2 separate regions of the Macaca mulatta genome follow, and region 1 is linked to region 2. A link is a contact called in public Hi-C data. All regions are on one chromosome and are shown on one strand. The core of a region is the stretch at or near the end of the contact, and the rest is flanking DNA. Distances in the headings are between cores, read along the strand shown.

Region 1 (6,082 bases), core at 988-3,487, 84 kb after region 2:
TAATTGCAGACATGAAGGGCCATTGTTCACCACCTCTGAGCTGCACCTGGTCTGGGTCTGTGCTGCCTGACTGACGCTTGAGCTAAATCCAAGGAGGAAGGGAATGGGGAACTTGTTCAGGGACCACTAAATTTGGGGGAAGTTTGTTATGTAGCAATAAATGATACAAGGCCACTTAAATATTTTACTCTGTAGAAAGATAGCTAATTAAAATAAAAATTAAGAGTCAATTGAAGAGAACTAATTAAGGAACTGGGTCATTTCAAACGCTTTTATTTACTTGTGATGAAAATTAAATAAATAACAAACTCATCATCTTTCTTTGATAAAAAAATTGTTTGATATTCTGAGAACAAAAGTGATGCCATACTGCCATTAATAAACTGATTCAGACTCGATCTCTCAACAAGATAAGACATCAATGTTACCACTAAGAGCTGCCCATAATACTGCAGTACACTTCTCTGGCACCATTAAAAAAAAAATCTCTTAGAGATGATCGTGAAATCTCTTCTAAAGACATGAAAGAGGTGTGCTTGTATAATTTGGTATTACAGAGAAATGAGAAATTGCCCTGATGACGAACCTCCAGCTCTAATCTCAATTTGCTGAAGTAGAGAGGCAATTCATCTTACCCATTAACTAAGAATTAGAAAAACAATCTGTGTTTTTCTTTGAGTCATTTAACTCAAACACCGCTATATAAAGGAATAGAAAGAGACATTCGCATGAATTTGAAAGGTAAATAAAACATCAGACTTCAAAGAAATCCCATTAGAATCAGGGATTACTTTTTTGTTTTCTCTTCCTCCACCTCCACCTTAAGGAACATACACATCATTTGGCCACAATTTATGTCTTTCCAATTTTATCTTCCACCATCTACCGCTCAGTTTTCCCCACTTCTAGCCAAACGATTTATGTTCCCCAAACACGCCTTCACAATTTCGTTCCAATTGGTGTCTACCTCTAGCATATGTGTAGTCAATTATACATACATACGCCACGACCTTGAAACGTCTTGACATCAACAAGCAAATCTAGGTTTCTAACGTAACACTTTTACCTGTAAGTCTGTCCATACAACGTTTTAGCAAACCTAGTAAAACAGAAAACGCACTATTATCCAGGCTTATAGTCTGAGATTTGAAAAACCCAGAAACCTTTGGGTTTCTGAATTTACATATCACTCTCAAGTATACAATAGTCACGACTTCTAAGAATTGGAGAGTAAACCTAGTCTTCTAACAATGGCATTTTATTTGTTGAGTTAGGGCACTACCTGCCCATGATAAGGATAGTCAAAGAAACGTTGCCCAGTAATGACGATTAAAGGCTTTTATTGAAAACGCATTAGGCCTTATGAATTTTGCGAAGATCTAATTTAACCCCAGTAACTGTGGCGTGGATTCTTTCACAATTTACAGGTACGTGGGAGACCGCGAAGCGCAGGTAGCGAGAAAACTAGGGCACTGGAGTCACCCCCGCACCCCGAATGCCGTCGGCGCTCCAGAGACCCCAGAGGGTGCGGGCGGGGACGCTGTGACGTCACAGAGTGCCCTTCTGACGTTCTCACGGACCAGCTTCGCGGTGCTCGCTTCGGGGGACTCTGCACCCGGCGAGTACCGCGGGCCTGAAGCTTCCCGCCACCGCGTCCACGCGACCCAGCCGCAGAGGGCTTAGCCAGCCGGCGCGGCGCCGCGAGCTCGACACCTATAAGCTCAGTCAGGATCATGGCGAGGCGGGAAGCCAGCGGGGCCCTTTCCGCCGAAAGAACACAGCTCTTCGGGAGATTCCCCCGCTGCCCCCGAGCCCTGCTCTCCAGGCTCGGCTTCTGAGGACAACCCGCAGGGCGCAGGCGCCCGCGAAGGACTCAGCCTCCCTCCAACTCCGCGAGGACCGAGGAGGCGGGCCCCGGGCGCGCGCGCGCGGAGAAGCCCCGCCCCTGCCCGCGCGGCCTGCTGGATTCGCTCCGCCCCCTCGCTGCCGCCCGCCACCCGCCACCCCTCTTCCTCCTGCGCCACAGTCCCGGCGGCGGCTCTGGTCGCAGGTCGCACCGGGAGGCTCGCGTAGGCGGCGATAGGCGCTGGGCCCGGGCCCGGTGAGGAGCGCGCCGCGCGTCCCCTTCTCCTCAGGAGTGGCGGGGCGCGGAAGTGACGTGGTGCACGGGCAGGAGCGCGTTTGAATCGGTTCCCGGGTGATCCTCGCGCCTGCCGCTGCTCGGCCGCCGCCGCTGAGGAGGAGCTGCAGCGCGCCGGGCCGAGGCCTCGAGCCGCCCTGGGAGCTGGAGCTGAGGCGCCGCGCGGAGCGCGCACCTCAGCCCTGAGCCTGGCGGCGGCCGGCATCGCTGTCTTTTCTCCTTCTCCCCAATATGGCAGCGGCGGACGGCGGCGGGCCCGGCGGGGCCTCTGTGGGGACTAAGGAGGATGGCGGAGGCGTCGGCCACAGGACGGTGTACTTGTTTGACCGGCGCGAAAAGGAGTCCGAGCTCGGGGACCGGTCTCTGCAGGTCGGGGAGCGCTCGGACTACGCGGGATTTCGCGCCTCTGTGTGTCAGGTACGCGGAGGGGCGAGGAAGGGATGTGCGTGTAGACTTGGGGGTGGGAGGGTGACGAGAAACTCAACTTGCTCACCGAGGGCAATAAACCTGTCACCCGGTCCTGGTCCTGCGGCCTTGGCTTCTCCCTCCCAGGTGCCCGCCATGTCCGTGACCTGGTGGCCGGACGCGTCGGGCGGGCCCTGGCCCGGGCCTCGGAGTGCAGAGCCGGCTCCTCCGTGGCCTTCCCTCTGCCTCCGCTCCTTCCACGGGAGGCCTTGCGGCCCCGGGTTGAGACCTCAGCGTGTGTGGGCCCTGGGCGCGCTTAGCCGGATCGCGGCCCTGCAGTCTAGGGAAAGCCGTTGGTGTCTGTTTTTACTTTGTAACTTTTTTAAAACGAGAGAAGGGAGTTAACACCCAGGGGCTCTGCTGTGAGTGTTGCGACGGTGAGAAGTTGTGAAATTCCTGGAGTCGATCTCCCCCGAGTTCGTTAGATGATGCGGGGTGTCCCCGGGTTGCCCTGTCAAGGTTGCAGGTCCTTCTGGGGCGGGGCCGGGTGGAGGGGAGTCCTTCCGCACGGAGACACTTGTCCAGGTCAGCTCTGCAGGTAGAGCTGGCCTTCTGATGTGCTGAGCCCTAAGCCTTGGGAATTCCTAAACCGAGTCAGAGGTTGGTGTGGGTGACTGCGGGACACCAGAGAACGTATCTACCCCGTGTATTGGTTTGCTTTAAAAATCAACGTGTAGGGAAATCTGCTTTAAACTGTGATGTACTTTATAGATATGAGGTGGTGGCATTGCCTGAGCTTAGAAGAAGGAATATTGTCATGCTCTGAATTAACCACATGAGGTCCCTTTTTAAGCTGTTAAGAACACTTAGCTTCCAAAGAAAAAAAAGAACTTTGAAGCGGTGTTTTGTCTTGAGGCTGATAAGTTTAGAAATGTTCTAGACCATATAACTGTATGGTTGCTGAAATAATTGAAATTATGATCCGTAGAATGCAAACGATTTGGGACGTAAGGCCTTTCTTTTGTTCACAGCTGTAGTCCCAGCGTCTAGAACTGTGCCTGCCACATTGTAAATGCCCAGATTAGAATGGATAAATGAATGAAGACAAAAACCTATGTACTCAAGTTAATTCTGTGCCTGAATGTAGTAGATTCCCTTTGTGTTTGAAAGGTGAATGAATGCTCTTTTTTGTTGAATGTTTTGTATTCAGAACCATTCTACAAAAAGGAAACTTTTTACGTTTATTATGTTTATTGTAAAAATATCAGTAAAGAAAATATGGACGGGGGGGAGAAAGTAAATATTTTACTCGCTGTAAAACTGCTGTATGACTACTCTTAGCACCTGAGAGTACTCTTCTCAGCCTTCCTCCTCCTTCACACTCCATTTTTTAAATTACTAAAATCTGTGTTTTATATTCTTTAATTTTTTCACTTAATAGTGTCAGAAGTGTCTTTTAATGTAGGTCTTCAAGTCAAAATTTGAAATAGTCCATTTGCTACCACTATTTACGTAACCAAATCTCTCCTTTCTGTTGAAGTTTACATTACTTTTAATTTTTTTTATTTTAACTAATTCATTTTAGCTATAATGAATATTTTCCCAGGCTCAGATATGCCCGGGCTCAGGTGATCCTCCCACCTCAGTCTCCCAAGTAGCCACCACGCCCAGCTATTTTTTTTTTTTTCGTATTTTTCGTACATACGGGGTTTTTGCTGTGTTGCCCAGGCTCGTCTCGACCTCATGGGCTCAAGAGGTCCACCTGCCTCCCGAAGTGCTGGGATTACTGGTGTGAGCCCCTGCACCCGGCGGAAAAACGTCTTTTAATACATAGCCTTTTTTTTTTTTTTTTTTTTTGAGACGGAGTCTCGCTCTGTCTCCCAGGCTGGAGTGCAGTGGCCGGATCTCAGCTCACTGCAAGCTCCGCCTCCCAGGTCCACGCCATTCTCCTGCCTCAGCCTCCCGAGTAGCTGGGACTACAGGCGCCCGCCACCTCACCCGGCTAGTTTTTTTTGTATTTTTTAGTAGAGACGGGGTTTCACCGTGTTAGCCAGGATGGTCTCCATCTCCTGACCTCATGATCCGCCCGTCTCGGCCTCCCAAAGTGCTGGGATTACAGGCTTGAGCCACCGCGCCCGGCCAATACATAGCCTTTTATGTCTTTATTATTGCTTGCTTAGTTTGAAATCTTAGAACTGGATCAAAGATGAGACATATCTTTAAAGCTCTTGTTTCGTATTTTAAAATTGCTTTTTGAAAATGTTTTGCTACTTTACCCTTCCTCTAGAAATGCACTATTTCCCTCTTTTTTCTTGTAAGATGTCTCGGTAACTCTTAGATAAATAGAGGAAGTATAAGTGGCCTATTATTACAGAAGTATAAACACAGTCTTGGAGATGGTGACTCATTACTCAGATAGTAAAACTCAAGTTAGTATTCAAACCCAGAACCTCTGTTCGTTCTGTTATACTCCTCAAATGGCATTCTTTGTTGTAGGGAACAGATGTATTTATTCCTTCCTTCAATATTTCAACTGGAAAACCAAGGAAAATATTTCTTTTAACTAATTATTTTCCTCCTTCCTCCCACTTTATCCTGCTAGAAAACATTTTAAATTTAGTTAAAAATGAGAGGAACCAACTAGTAAGAAAAAAGAAGGCTGGGAAGGCTAACTTTTTTGTTGTTAGACTTCTTTTAAGCATTATTAGATTACGCCTCTGATCCCATAACTTTGTCTCCATTACGTACTCGAAGAATTGAATTAAGTCATTGAATTAATAATCTGAGATTACATGGTCAACAAGCAGTGAAACTGGGTTTGGAATTTAGGTCAGTTTGATTCCAAAGCGCATATATATATATATACATATATATATATTTTTTTCTTTTCTTCTTTTTCACTACTCCACACTCTTTATTAGAATCATCACTTTTGTCCCTAGGGGAAGAGACAAAATAATATACTAAAGTTTTTGTTAAAATGTAAATTAAACCAATAAATGTTTGTAGTGTCAGGCACTATTATGGATGATCCTAAACTTATTTATTTATTTATGTTTTTTTGAGACAGAGTCTCGCTCTCACCCGTGCTGGAGTGCGGTGGCGCCATCTTGGCTCACTGCAACCTCTGTCTCCCAGGTTCAAGTGATTCTCCTGCCTCGGCCTCCTGAGTAGCTGGGATTACAGGTGCCTGCCACCACGCCTGGCTAATTTTTATACTTTTAGTAGAGATGGGGTTTTGCCACGTTGGCCAAGCTGATCTTGAACTCCTGACCTCAGGTGATCCACCTGCCTTGGCCTCCCAAAGTCCTGGGATTACAGGTGTGAGCCACCACGCCGGGCTCTAAATTGTTATTTGAATAAAGTTCACCTCATGGAAAAGGAGAGGGAAGAAATGGAAAGGACAAATCTGCAAGAAGCCCTTAGACCTCTGATAAGCAGCTGTTGACTCACTTGAGCCCTTATGGCCTTGCAGAATCAACGATTAGAAGATGACTCATTTGGTTAGTCCTTAAATATGCCCAGATATTAAGCCCC
Region 2 (5,507 bases), core at 1,742-4,241:
GGCCGGGGCAGGCGGATGGCCTGAAGCTGGGAGTTTGAGACCAGCCTGGCCAACATGGTGAAACCCCGTCTCTACTAACAGTACAAAAATTAGCTAGGCGTGGTGGCATGCACCTGTAATCCCAGCTACTCGGGAGGCTGAGGCATGAGAATCACTTGAACCCAGGAGAGAGAGGTTGCAGTGAGCCGAGATTGTACCACTGCACTCCAGCCAGGGCAACAAGAGTGAAACTACATCTCAAAAAAAAAAAAAAGAAAAAAGAAAGGAGTATGAGATGGCACAGTTAGCTAGAGTCTTGAAGATGATAAAGACATGACCCTTACCAAATGGACAGGGATGATAATTGGGCCTCCAAGAACAATTTACGAAAACGGAATATACAGCCTTAAAATAGAATGTGGACCTAAATACCCAGCAGCACTCCCCTCTGTAAGATGTGTAACAAAAATTAATATGGAATTAGCTGTTCTAAAGGAGTGGTGGACTCAAGAGCCATTTCAGTGCCAGCAAAATAGCAGAATTCACATAGCATCAAAGTTGTCTTACAAGAGGTTGGACACCTAATGACATCTAAAGAAAACATGAAACTCCCTCAGCAGCCTGAAAGACAGTGTTACAGCAATCAATCAAAAAGAAAAACCACAGTCCCTTTTCCCCACTCCCATTGAATTTAAGCAGTCTTCATTTTCAACAGTAAATTTTCTAGATACATCTTGTAGACCTCGAAGTACTAGAAAGGCTGCTCCTATTCAAAAGAAATGTATCTTAAGAATCTGTGAATGATACTTTTTTGTCCATTTGAAATATGTAAGTTGTGCTATAACAAATCATCCTGTCAAGCGACAGGATCAAGAAAGTATATTTAAATTGATCCCCTTCATAACTGGTGAGGTACATCTAATTCAACTGTGGAAAGACATCACACAATCACCTTGCTGCTCTTACATGTCCTGGGGTCTCTGCCTTCTCCCCCTACCACTCTCCCTGCCTCCCACCCCCACCCCCTGCAACAGCCCTCTAGCCTGGGAGGCTCGCTAGAGTAGATGCCAAGTTCACAGCCTGTGGGACCACTGCTGAGTGTGTGGGCACTCAGTTTAAGTATTCAATGATGCTCCTTCCAAACCACTGTCCTGTCCCCACCTCTTCCACTCCCACCTTGGCCAAAGCACAGATCATAAGCCCTCCACTCTGCTCCCCTCTGAGACTTGCCTTCCATGAGGAATTCAGGGCTTTCCCCATATCTTCTCTTCCCCACCTTTATCAAGAGATGCTGCTCCCTCCCCGTCAAGTCTCTTTTTGCACTGTCACCACCCAACACTTCCTTGCTTTGACCAGAAGCCATAAGGTAAGGTTGGAAGCACATTTATTCACTCTCCACCAGCCTAGGGAATGAATATTGGGTCCTCAGCCCTGCCACCTTCTGCTGTTATCATCAGGCTTTTAACTCAGGTTTTGATATGGTGAAAAGAAGAGTCACCAGGGTTATTCAGACACCCCGGCTCTCAGGGTCTTTGGTAGTTAAACCTGGGAAAAGGCCACATGAAGACAACTGTAAGCACACATGATCCCTCTGAATTGTTTTCTTTTCCTGCAATTGTGCTTGCTCTTAAAAATTGAAGTTTTAAACAGGGCTCTCATTTGATCATCCTTGCAATCTATTGGAGTCTAGCTTGAAATGTGACAACTGGAACCAAAAGAACCTTGAATTTGGTGCCTACTTTGGTTTTGGTGCTGCTGCTTCTCAAGATCCTCAGCAGGGATTAAGAACTTGGGGTGCACAGCAGGAGTATCAGGAAATTGTCAGGCTTGACTTCCTGGCAAATTGCTGCCAGTACCACTAAATGCTGAACTGTGGATGTATACCGAAATACAAGCAATTCTTTCTGTACTAAAGTTTTTTTAAATTTCATATTTGTGTAAAACCACCTTTTGAAGCAACAACTATCTAGTCTGAAAAGCAAACGATGTTTCCATTAATATTTTCTGGGGAAAACATTAGTGCTAAGGATTTAACAATCTGTAGGTAAAGTTTAAGCTAACAGTATTCCACAAGGAGACTTTCTATTATCGGGCTGTTGTCTAATTTTAATACAATTTTTATATTAATATAATCCTTGGTTCCTCCCCATCCCCTTCATAGGCCACAGCTGAGGTCAAATGGTCCTGGAATGGCTAGTGAAAGCTAGAAATTCAGAAGGGAAAATTGAAACTCAGAGCAGAAAGGCAACCTGCCCAAAAATAACAACGCTAGTTAATGGCACAATTGCTACCAGACCCAAGTATCCAGACTTCCTGGAGCTGTGAGATCTTTCATCACCACCACTCTCCAGGTACCAGGCAGTGCCTGTTTCTGGGTTCAAACTCACAGCAGTGAGGAAATCCTATTTTAGCAAAGTGATTTACTGTTACCGTTCTTAGTGTACCCCTCTCCTGCGTCTCTGCTTCACATCCACTCTCTCGCCGCCCGCCCCCAACCACTCGGATTCTTCCTAGCCTCTCACAGGTCAGCCACCACTAGAGGACTGTGAGACACCGGCAAGTGATCAAATACTGACCCCGAATTTCGGCGGCAGCCGTACCAACGCAATCCTTGGAGCCCACCGCCCCCACTCCGCAGCCCCTCTCCCACCTCACCTCTTCCCTTGTCAGAGAAGCGGACGCCGCCTTCCCAGACTCTCCTATGAAAACAGCACCCATCTAAATACTGATCATGAAAAACGCCCCTTTCAGTCCACAGAAAAAAAAGCTTTCTTCTTTACTAAGAGTCCACGGGCGCCGCCATGTTGCTGTACGGAAAAACGTTTCCAGGGCTAGTTGGAGCGCTCAGGCTGCCCACGGGTCTTCAGACCTAACTTTAGGGGTCGTGCCCTAAAGACGGGGTCCGACCTCGAAGGGACGCTTACACTGTCCCACAGACACCAGTTTTGGGTGAGGCGGCTGGGCGCGACCAGCACACATACTTCCAGAGACCAGGCGGTCGCAGGAAAGTTACGGAGCGCGTCGTGCGTAATGACGTCAGCGCCGGCGGAGAATTTCAAATTCGAACGGCCTTGGCGGGCTGAGGAAGGAGCTGGTGTTTTGATGACTGCTGTCCTATCTAGCGGATACTTGCACGGTTTACAGAAATTTGGTCCCTGAGTCGTGTCAGGAAACTGGATAAAAGGTGACTGATGACATTGGATTAACTTTGTTTCTGCAGAACTGTTCTGGATGAAGAAAGTAATGGCGCAAATGACTTCAATTTAGAGGTCCTAAGGCAATGTTTTGGTGTGTGTGTGCTGTTGAGAGAAGCCTCGAGGCCAAAACTGTGCGAGGCGCTGGTTTCATGGGGTCCATTAAATTTCTAGTGGCAACGATTTCCCAAGGAGGAAAGAGAAGGGCCTGGGGAACACTGATGAGGAGTGGAGGCTCGGGAGAGGAAACGGGGAAGGATTGAAGGGGGCGGAAAGAGATGGACAAGAGAGGATGCGTTGGGTGGGTTGCGTCCAAATACTAGTGTAGCTTCTTAGTGGCCGTGTAGGACTGCGTAGAAGTCTTCATCTTAAATCATGAGAGTACACTGTAAGTGGAGATTAAACGTGGACACACAGGTGTGGGTGGAAAAGTTGAATAGATGAACAAGCGCACATCGAAGAAGAAATAGGCGGCCAAAACCAAGAAGAGTGTAATCAGTGTAAAAAATTAAGGAGTACCCAGAGAAGTAAAAGGATTGTCACCTTCCTGAAAGCCAGGGCAGGACCTGAGAAGTCTGGGTGCAGAGATGAGACTGGATCAAAAGTTTTGTCAATCATGTGTATCCTAGGAGACAACCTGTTTAGCAGATGTGAAGGGAGTGACCTGTTATTGTGGCTTGTAAAAGGAGGCAGCCTATAGACCATTTTATGGACCAGGTGATTTATCCTTGTTGAAGGGGAGATTGATGCCAAAAGGGCAGTAATTGAGAAACAATGGGTTAAGGATAGAGCAGGAGAGATTGACATTAGGAAAACAGAATAGTTCCATTCTCTGAAACAAAAGAAAAGGAAACATTTTGAGATGAATAAGAGAATTTGAGGTAATTTTTTTGTCTTCCTATTGAAGTACGCACAGCCAACAGCAGTGATGTGGTCTGGGTAATAGACAGGGCTTTAGCTACCACGGATACCTTTGTGAAGGCAAAAACCGTAACTTACTCATCTTTGCATCTCCTGCATTGCCTAGCACACTCCCTTATACATAGTGGGCAGTTAATAAATGTTTATGTTGAATATTTTTAAATGGAATTAAATAGATGTTCCCTGCAAATGAGAACTTCAGTGCACATTAACAAATACAGATACCCCAGGGGAAAGATGATCCTGAAGAAACGATGAAACTTGACTGCCTTTCTGTTTAAGGATAAATAGTTGCTTAATGTACCATCTCTGTCTGGAAAGGTTTTTTTTTAATACTGAATTCGTGAATGTAGGTCATCAGCATGAAGCGCAGTTCAGTTTCCACCGGTGGTGCTGGCCGCCTCTCCATGCAGGAGCTAAGATCCCAGGATGTAAATAAACAAGGCCTCTATACCCCTCAAACGTGAGTATTTCCCTTGTGGTTCCAGCTTGCATGCCTTACCATCTTAAGCCAAGCAATCATCAAAATAGTTAATACAAATATGTAATATGAGTGATGTCTTGGTGAATCTTGTCTGTTCCCAGGGGTACCTAATTTTAGATCAATGAAATCTAAAAGTGGACATGATACTCTGCTAGGTGTTGTGTGTCTCATTTATTTCTTAAATTCGCAAAGCCAAATGCTTTACCAGGCACCCCCTAAAAAGACTGTTAATTCTTCTTCAGTACTCTGTTATTTTCCCCTTTTATGCTAGAGCTACTTGTTTAAGCGGACTCTGTGCTGTAACTTACAGTTCACTGAGGTATCTCCAATTAGCAAAGCTTCAGTCAAATCAGAGCAAAATTATTTGCTCTCATAATAAGGTATAATATAGTAACAGCCTACAAAACACCACTCCCCCAAACTCATTCCTCAAGATCTGCTGGAAAAAATATCTGAAAGAACTTGCTATCATAAAACTATAGTTTTTCATTATGAGTGATTATCTTCCAGATAAGAGAAGGCGATCTGTAAGCCATTGTAGAGCTGTGTAAATTCTTCTCTAGGACCGAGGTACGAATTACTTGCTGTTTTTAAATTAGTTGGATTTACATAGCATGAGCCTATGCTACTTTTAGAAATCTGAAATATTTATATATTTTTCCTTTTGAATACTGTAAACCAGGAAAATTTTTGTGCTGTTATACATTACTTATGCCAAAAAGACGTTATGCCTTTAATTGTATTAGAAGCTAAAAGGTCACCATTGTTTTTTGCCTGCAGTTTAGATAATGTAATAAGTGCAGCTACATTCTGATACAGAGTAGGTTCTAAAAGAAAAAAAAAATGTAAATGTGGTTAAGATAATGGAAATCATAATGTAGATAGGATTTTTGTTCAGGAGAGAAGCCAAAGATTTAAATCTGCATAAC

Evidence for each region. A called contact is a pair of places that touch in the nucleus more often than the background predicts.
Region 1: a Hi-C map of liver shows a contact between it and region 2, with 2.6 times the contacts expected there. The contact joins the promoter of SMCHD1 here to the promoter of METTL4 in region 2. A contact is called at or near these places in 2 of 14 Hi-C or Micro-C datasets (blood and liver).

What each region holds. Positions count from the first base shown.
Region 1 is chr18:73,901,313-73,907,394 of T2T-MMU8v2.0, forward strand. SMCHD1 (structural maintenance of chromosomes flexible hinge domain containing 1) reads left to right here and starts at 2,238. Exons shown (of 48, transcript NM_001258166.1): 1 at 2,238-2,557. The coding sequence starts at 2,372.
Region 2 is chr18:73,816,255-73,821,761 of T2T-MMU8v2.0, forward strand. It overlaps METTL4 (methyltransferase 4, N6-adenosine), which reads right to left and starts at 2,992. Exons shown (of 9, transcript XM_001087322.5): 1 at 2,635-2,992. It overlaps NDC80 (NDC80 kinetochore complex component), which reads left to right and starts at 3,023. Exons shown (of 17, transcript NM_001265902.1): 1 at 3,023-3,163; 2 at 4,448-4,557. The coding sequence starts at 4,457. It also overlaps the pseudogene LOC100430162.